2 separate regions of the Ovis aries genome follow, and region 1 is linked to region 2. Evidence: chromatin contacts called from public Hi-C data. All regions are on one chromosome and are shown on one strand. The core of a region is the stretch at or near the end of the contact, and the rest is flanking DNA. Distances in the headings are between cores, read along the strand shown.

Region 1 (4,158 bases), core at 1,490-3,989, 340 kb before region 2:
TTGGCTATTGTGAATAGTCCTGCAGTGAACACTGAGGTACATGTATCTCTTTGAATTATGGCTTTCTCTGGATATATGTCCAGGAGTGGGATTGCTGGGTCGTATGGGAGTTCTATTTTCAGTTTTTTAAGGAAACTCCACACTATTCTCCATAGTGACTGCCACAGTTTACACTCCTACCAATGGTGTGGGAGGGCTCACTTCCTCCACAGCCTGTCTAGTGTCTGTTGTCTGTAGACTTTTTGCTGGTGGCCACTCTGACCAGTGTGAGGTGACCCCTCATGGGGTTTTGGTTTGCATTTCCCTGATAATTAGTGATGTTGAGCATCTCTTCAGTGCTTTTTGGTCATCCGTGTGTCTTCTTTAGAGAAATGTCTATTTATATCTTCTGCCCATTTTTTGATTTTTTTTTTTTTATATTGAGCTGCTTGAGCTGTTTGTATATTTTGGGAGGTTAATCCTTTGTCAGTCAACTCATTTGCAAATATTTTCTTCTTTTCTGTGTATTGTCTTTTCATTTTGTTTATGGTTTCCTTTGCTGTGCAAAAGCTTTTAATTAGTCCCATTTGCTTACTTTTTTCTTATTCTCAGTACTCTAGGAAGGGGGTCAAAAGAAGATAGTGCTGCAATTTATGTCTAACCAAAACTTTTGAGGACTTTTTATATTTCACCCAGGGTGGGGCTCTAACCCACAATCCTTGATGAGGTTATTAGACAGTTCAGGCACGGACATGTTTCAGCAAGGTTACTGACTAAAAAGACAGCTGACCCAAAACCGCACAAGGAGCCGGAGTCCGGAGGTGAGGAGGCAGGAAACTGAAACCTCCTCCTGCAGACAAGTGCGGTCAAGGTGGGCACTCGGAGTCAGGGCTGAGGGCCACGTACCTGGCTGCGGGGCCATGGCAGGGTGTCACGACACCCGGTTCCTTCGTGGTCACCAAACACGGTTACCCAGCAAGGGCTGGCTGCTGGACACGCACAGGAGCCAACACGGTAGCCCTGGAAAGCACTTCTTTTCAGGAAGGAGAAGGCACGGCTCAAATCCGTTTACCGGCTCCAGGGATCAAGGCAAAATTTAAGGGGTTCGGGTAATTTCAAACTTGGAAGCTGATTTGCTGATCAGCACGTGTAAGCCCCTGGAGTTGGGAGTCAGGTTCTCCTCACTGAAGGGCTCTGACGGCAGCGTTTGCATGCTCTGCTCCACAGCCTGAAGACACTAGTTGGGGCCATCCTGGAGACGTGGGCTTCCCTCTTACATATGAATGTGCAGTGCTGCCTCTGAAAAATGACTCAGGCTTGACCAACCCACTACCCACCTAAGGAGGCAAATGAACTCCAGCTAGTCAGTGTATCATTTCCTGCACAGTGAGCCCCCCAGAGCATGAGGTCATGTTCTCAAGGACCCACAAGCCAGAGGCATCTCGTCATGGCAGACATCAATACTAGCTGTGCTCTGGTCGCTGGCAAGTGGATCTGCCATTCTGAACCAGTGCTGCTAAGGGGGCGGGGGGCGGGGGGTGGATGGGGCAAGGGTGCAAAGGATGGGGCAAGCAGATAGCAGAACAGCACGTTGCTACAGGAGGCCCCAGAATTAAGGTAGCCAGCAAGATGCCAACTGGTATAGTCAAGTACTGGGCATAATTTGAATATTTACTGGCTATGGTTAAAGTGAAATCGCTCAGCCGTGTCCGACTCTTTGAAACCCCGTGGTCTGTAGCCCACCAGGCTCCTCCGTCCATGGGATTCTCCAGGCAAGAATACTGGAGTGGGTTGCCATTTCCTTCTCCAGGGGATCTTACCGACCCAGGGATCGAACCCAGGTCTCCTGCATTGCAGGCAGACGCCTTAACCAGAAGCTGTCTGGCAGATGAAAGGCACAGGGTGTGTGTGACCTGTCACAAGGTCAGCCCCAAGTGTGTCCGGTCTGAGCGTGGGGTCCATGGGCGCATGTTCACTGTGCTGAGCGCACCACACCTTCAACGTGGCAGAACTTACCCGTGAAGACAGACGCCAGGCAGGGCGTGGACAGGCCTGTCGTCCATATGCCCGGGCTTCGGCCACGAGAGGGCGGACAGCAGACGAAGAGCAGCTGAGGAGTATGCGGTCAGTGGCAATCACTGGTCGCTGACAGCTCCATGGCCACGGTGATTTCTCTGCATTCTTTTATATGCACAGAAGGTATAGCATCTGTACCTTCTGTGCCAAGAGGTTAAGAGCAACAACCCTGGGGTCAGACTCCAGGGTCTCCCATCAGGACTCCACTTTTCACCAAATGTGTACCTAGACAAGTCATTTTGTGATTCAGTTTATTCATCTGTGAAGTGGGAATTATGATCCCCACTCCCATTGTATTTTGTGACTAAATAAAATAGCATGTGAAAAAATAAAACAGAGCTCTGCATCTAATGACTATTGCTTTACTCTTACCTTTTATGGCTAATACTTCTCATTTCTTAATTTCACATGCCAAAATGAAAATAACAATTCACGTCAGGATTATACTATGGAAAATAAGCCATTAATGCATTTACTGGGAAAGTTTTGGTTTTATTAATGAAGAGTGTTTTACCTAAATTACAGAAATATAAAAATTAATTCAAAATTAAGAAATTCAGCAAAAAGGTAAGGAAGACATCACTGGCTCCAAGCTGTGAGGCTGGTACTTACTAATGTAGCATTTCACAGATCACAAACTACTGCTCACCAGCTCCCACTGACGCACACTTTGCTGCAGCTGGCTCCTTGGGCTGACAGACCATTAGTCACAGACATGAAGTAAGTCAGCATCACCAACAGGAACTGATGGAGTCAGAGGCAAAGAATTTTTTTTCAAATCAATTTGTTCAACTAATTCACCTTGAGTCAGTTTTTACACAGTTTGCGTGCATGCTATGTCGCTTTAGTCGTGTCCTGCTCTTGGTGACCCCGCAGACTGTAGCCTGCCAGGCTCCTCTGTCCATGGGATTTCCCAGACAAGATACTGGAGTGGGCTGCCATTGCGTTCCTCCAGGGCATCTTCCCAACCCAGGGATGGAATTGGCAGGCGGGTTCTTTACCACTAACGCCACCCTTTTTACATGGTTTTCGTGTCTTTTAGAAGCTGACAGCAGGGGGCAGCAAAAAACTTCCTAATGAGTTTGTTTAATTAAATATCTCATCCTAAATTCTGCATTGGGCTTCCCTTGTGGCTAAGCTGGTAAAGAATCCGCCTGCAGCACAGGAGACCTGGGTTCCACCCCTGGGCGGGGAAGATCCCCTGGAGAAGGGAAAGGCTACCCACTCCAGTATTCTGGCCTGGAGAATTCCATGGACTGTGTAGTTCATGGGGTCACAAAGAGTCAGACACTCTGTATAGTCCATTATTTATCTTTTCTATTAAAAAAAATGTTCTTATCACTTTGCTTGTCATAGAAGTGAAATTATTTATTTTGGATTCTATTTAGATGTCTTTAACCCACTAACCGTGGGAACAAATAATTATTTGTTAGAAGTGCATTCATGTGTCACTCAAAACGGTTCCACAGGTTTTCAAACTGCACATGGCTCCGTCGATGTTTACTCCAAAATAGCCCCTTCCAAATGTATTCAAACTGCACTCTGCTCCACTGGCACTGACTCCAAAATAGCCCCCTTCTAAACATATTCTTAACAAAAAGTAATCCATTTACCCATCAAAGGATTAATTCAAGTGAGCCTACCATAACTTCTGTGTTAAAGTTCACTTAACCATTTCATACTTTGGGGGCCATCCAGTTCAGGCTTCTGCCTCTTCTCCTTAGGGGAAGGGGAGAATTAATTTAGTTAGTAGCTACAGGATTGTTAACTAGTTTCTCTTGTCATCTCCCAGTCTGCCAAAGCCCATGACCAATGTTAGTGATTAAAGTTGTGCCCTTCTAGAGTAATTAAGTTTCTAATGAGCATGCACCATTTTTTAAAGTTAGCTGGGTTGTTTTGTTATCCTTTGAGGGTTTTTTTTAAGCGGAAAGTGTAAATATACATTGAAGTTTCTTAATCTCTGTTCCAAAGATCTTGGCCCCTCTGCCATGCATTTGCAAATGCACCAAACGCCTAAAACCTTTGCGCTCCTTTCCTCCGTGAGAACTGGAGATCCTGAAGAGGAAACCTTCTTGGAAGTGAATTTTGTATAAGGAAGACAAA
Region 2 (3,898 bases), core at 970-3,469:
TGGGGCGCTGTCGGTGTGGACGCACAGCCCTTGTCCTCAAGCTCTGGAAAGAACCACGGGGCTTCCGTGTCCACCTGTTAGGCCAGCCGCGGTGACTCGTCAGCTGTGCTGTTTGTAACAGGCTCTCCCGGGCACGTGCACCTACGCAAGTACGGGGGACGGGTCAGCGTGACTCTCAGGTGTCAGGCTGTGTTGGCGAGTCCCCGGTGTGTGCCAGGGTCAGCATGGGAGAGCTTCTGTCACGTGGCCGGAACCTGAGATGCAGTTGGTACGGGGCGGGAGTCGTTCCCTCCCGAAGTGCGCTGCACGGTACTTGGGGGTGTGGTGGCCTCAGTGAAGGAGGGGCCTTCCTCGCGGTTCAGGGCCACACGAGCTGTGTGTTCCAGCAGCCGCTCCTCCCGGGGCCTCCTCACCCTCCGTCTGCACTGTCCGTGTGAGTCTGTGCCTTGCCTGGGGCCTGGGGCCTGACGTGCAGGCTGTGGGGAGACGTGCAGGGCCCCTCCGTGCACCCTGCTGTGGCGCCTCCCTCCGTGTCCCCCGCCAGCATCCTCTCCCCCCTCAGCCCATCCCCAGGGGAGCTCAGAAGGCAGTTGCGAACCCATGCGACCCTCAGCTCTGGCCTCCCTTATGTAGGCCACTTGGGATGACAGTGGGGGTCAGTGGTCAGCCGTGACGTGAGTGCACACAGGGCTGCCCTTCATCTGGGAGCTCGAATTCACCGAGGACAAGAATGAGCAGTCCGCTTCTCAGGTTCCTGCCCTGGCTCCTCGCTTTCGGTCGTCGTCAGAGCTTAGAAGTCCATCCGCTCGTGCTCTTGGGCCTTGAGAGGAGCAAGTGGAGGAGAGAATCTGCCTTGCTGCTCTGCCAGCCATGGGGAGAAAGAGGAGCCTGGGCCAGGAAGCTGCAGCCCCTGGGTCCTTTATTCCTGTAGTCGGGCCCCTCAGCACCGCTGCGCGCCCCGAAGAGCACGCATCAGACTCTCTGTCGACAGAGAGAGACAGTAGTGCGTACAGCCGTGCTTTGTCACCACTTTAGACGGGGCATAAGCACCAAAAATGTAGACTCATGTTTTATACCTAAAACTAATGTTAAGTCCACTGTATTTCAGATCAGATTGGGTGTGTTTGGGCAGGGTGGTTGTAGACCCATCAGCTATAATGCAAATTAAAAATGTTTTAAAGATAAAAATACAGTTTTTCATTAGATAGTTTATCTAACCTTTGTCATCTGACCCTCACGTTTCAGGCATTTGCTTTTGGTTCATAAATCTCAAATGCGCTCATTTCATGGGGAGAATGTTTATGGGCTCGAGAGACCTTGGCAAGTGACAGTTAATTCATAGGGGGTCGTCGTCTTACAGGGCATCCTAGATGAAACGGTAAAGCCGAGCCAAGCGTCGGGGGTGGGGCCCTTCTTATCCACGTGCCTCACACGCCGAGTCCCGGGGGGCGGGGGCGGCCCGTGGGCCTGGGGAGGCCGCGCTGGCTCCAGGCATTGCTCACCGCCGTGGTCCTGTCCCCCGCAGGGCCGCGTCAGCTGCACGGGGCGGCTGATGGTCCAGGCCGTGAACCAGAGAGGCCGCAGCCCCCGCCCGCCGGCCGGACACCCTCACAGCAGAAGGTACGTCCTGCGCCCTTCCCGGGCATTGCTGGGGTCTCGCTGGCTCCTGAACCCGGCACCGTCAGCATTGTGGGGAGCCGACAGAGTGGGCACGTGAGGGGAAGCCTGGGGCTCCCTGTGGCTGGGGTGGGGACGCCAGCCAGGAGGCGTGTCATGTGGCAGCTGTGTCGCCACGGGTGTGCCCAGGCCTGGCCGCGTGCCCCTCACCGCCGCCCTCGCGCCGGGCCTCTGGTTGCCTGGACCACCTCGCGCCTGAAGGTTTCTGCTCCCGTCACTCAGTGCACAAGTTTACTCGACACCCAGACCTCAAAGTCAGACTGGCCACGTTTTGGACACTCCGTACCTGGAGCCGCCAGGGCGCGCAAGCATGGGCGGGGCGTGTGGTGCCCAGTGATGGGCGTGGCTTCAAAGGAGCTGGTGGGCTGCTGGCTTGGGCTCCCTGTCAGGGGATTCCAGGTGGGCTGGGGTCCTGGAGGGCCACAGGGGCAGGGGAGGACACACCGGAGAAGCCGCAGGAGGAGCAGAAACAGCGAGCAGGTCCGCACCAGTGTCTGCCAGTGTTTGGGAGGCAGCTGCAGGCCTCGGGCTCGCAGCTGTGATGCTGGCCTCCAGGGCAGGACCCGCGCACAGTGCCGCCTGTGCCAGCTGGGAGCACAGCACAGCTGAGCACGTCCATCTGCTTTTCCGGGGCCTTCAGTACATTTCGGCTGTTCATGGGTCACATGGCAAGCAGTTTCCTAGAGGAGCATCGTACTGGTAAACTAGATCTGATAGGTGACTCTGTTGAAGGGTGGATAATTCTAGCCCATTATACTAATTTTTCTTTTGTTTTGCTTTTTCTAGTTAAGTGTTTCATAACTTACTTTCTGATGATCACTGGCAGAATTAGTTTGAACATCTTGTCCTTTGATTATTACATCTTCCCTGCAATCACTTTAAATCATTTTACTCTTAAAAGGTGCCTCTAGAAACATACTCAAAAGCAAGAAAGATGCACAAAATCTGGGAGATTCACACAATTTCATTTTAAAGCAAAAAATAATTGTCTTTAGGTACATGGATAACGGATGCAGAAGACCTGCCTAAAAATTCAGTTGTTTTCCTGGTTAATGAAAAGGAATTTTTATTAGAAATATATTACTTTCTTAAAAAATAAGAACTTCTGATTTCCTGCAAACTTTCTCTCACAGCAGAAAGTTATAGTTATTGATACTGAAAAATATTTGGTAGTAAATGAGCTGCTAGTTCTCATACAGTTCTCATTCAGCTTTAAAAATATTTTAAAGCTTTCTTTAACCTATTTTTTTTTTTCCCATTTCCCAATTCATGATTTATACTAGTCATAAGGGTTAGGATAGGAGATTAAGATCTGCAATTAGCAGACTATTAAATTTGTATCAAACTCCCAAATGAAACAAGATTTTATCCCCTGACTTTTTTTATGGTGTAAACGGTTGAGATTAGGGATCAGGTAAGCAGGTAAGGAAATGATGTTTTTGCCCCTGTGTTTAGAAAGCAGATGACTGGGACCCTAGAAATGACCTGCCATCTATCGATCTGTTTTTCTGTATCATCTGTCCACCCCACCCCCATCTCCTGTATGTTGACTCTGGTCTGAAGGCCGCGCTCACGATCCAGGGACAGTGCTGACGAAGGGGAGCCCATCCAGGAGCGCTTCTTCCGCCCGCACTTCCTGCAGGCGCCCGGGGATCTGACCGTGCAGGAAGGCAGGCTCTGCAGGATGGACTGCAAGGTGAGTGCATGCGCCCAGCCTCCCCCCAGTGCTGTATCTCTCTTCTCTGGTTTTGCCCCATTGATTGACCTTAAGTTTAAATCTCAGCTCTGAAGTATGAATGTTTTATAAAATTATTTGGGCTCCCTCTGCTGGTTATCTCTGGAATTACAGAACATAAACACGGGAGGCACTTAACTCTGAACTCACAGAAATGTTTGGAAAGGATAAATTCCTAACAGGAGTTTATTGTCCAATGTATTATTTCCATTTTACATTGGAGTAAATTGATTTATGATGTCGTATTAGTTTCAGGTGTACAGCAAAGCGATTCAGTGATATACACGTATCTTTTCAAGTTTTTTTCCCATTTAGGGAGTGTAGTCCCCTGTGCTATGCAGCAGGTCCTTGCTGGTTAGCTGTCTTAAATATACTGCTGTTTATATGTCCATCTGAACCTCCCAGTTTATCCCCTCCCTGCTGCGGGTGCTAAGTCACTTCACTTGTGTTCGACTCTTTGCGACCCCCATGGACTGTAGCCCACCA

The links. A called contact is a pair of places that touch in the nucleus more often than the background predicts.
Region 1: a Hi-C map of blood shows a contact between it and region 2, with 6 times the contacts expected there. The contact joins two enhancer-like sites. A contact is called at or near these places in 3 of 16 Hi-C or Micro-C datasets (blood, liver and mixed tissues).

Annotation. Positions count from the first base shown.
Region 1 is chr2:112,332,647-112,336,804 of ARS-UI_Ramb_v3.0, reverse strand. The region is part of intron 2 of PALLD (palladin, cytoskeletal associated protein); the gene reads left to right. LOC132659187 (a long non-coding RNA gene) reads right to left here. Exons shown (of 2, transcript XR_009599261.1): 2 at 488-4,158. Among named protein-coding and RNA genes, the nearest start is that of PALLD, 26 kb to the left of the region's middle. Within about 2 kb of position 2,739, at least 3 of the 54 cell types and tissues checked have an H3K27ac peak or open chromatin away from gene starts, as enhancers often do.
Region 2 is chr2:111,994,807-111,998,704 of ARS-UI_Ramb_v3.0, reverse strand. PALLD (palladin, cytoskeletal associated protein) reads left to right here. Exons shown (of 22, transcript XM_060409579.1): 17 at 1,526-1,620; 18 at 3,241-3,373. Among named protein-coding and RNA genes, the nearest start is that of TRNAC-ACA, 42 kb to the right of the region's middle. Within about 2 kb of position 2,219, at least 5 of the 54 cell types and tissues checked have an H3K27ac peak or open chromatin away from gene starts, as enhancers often do.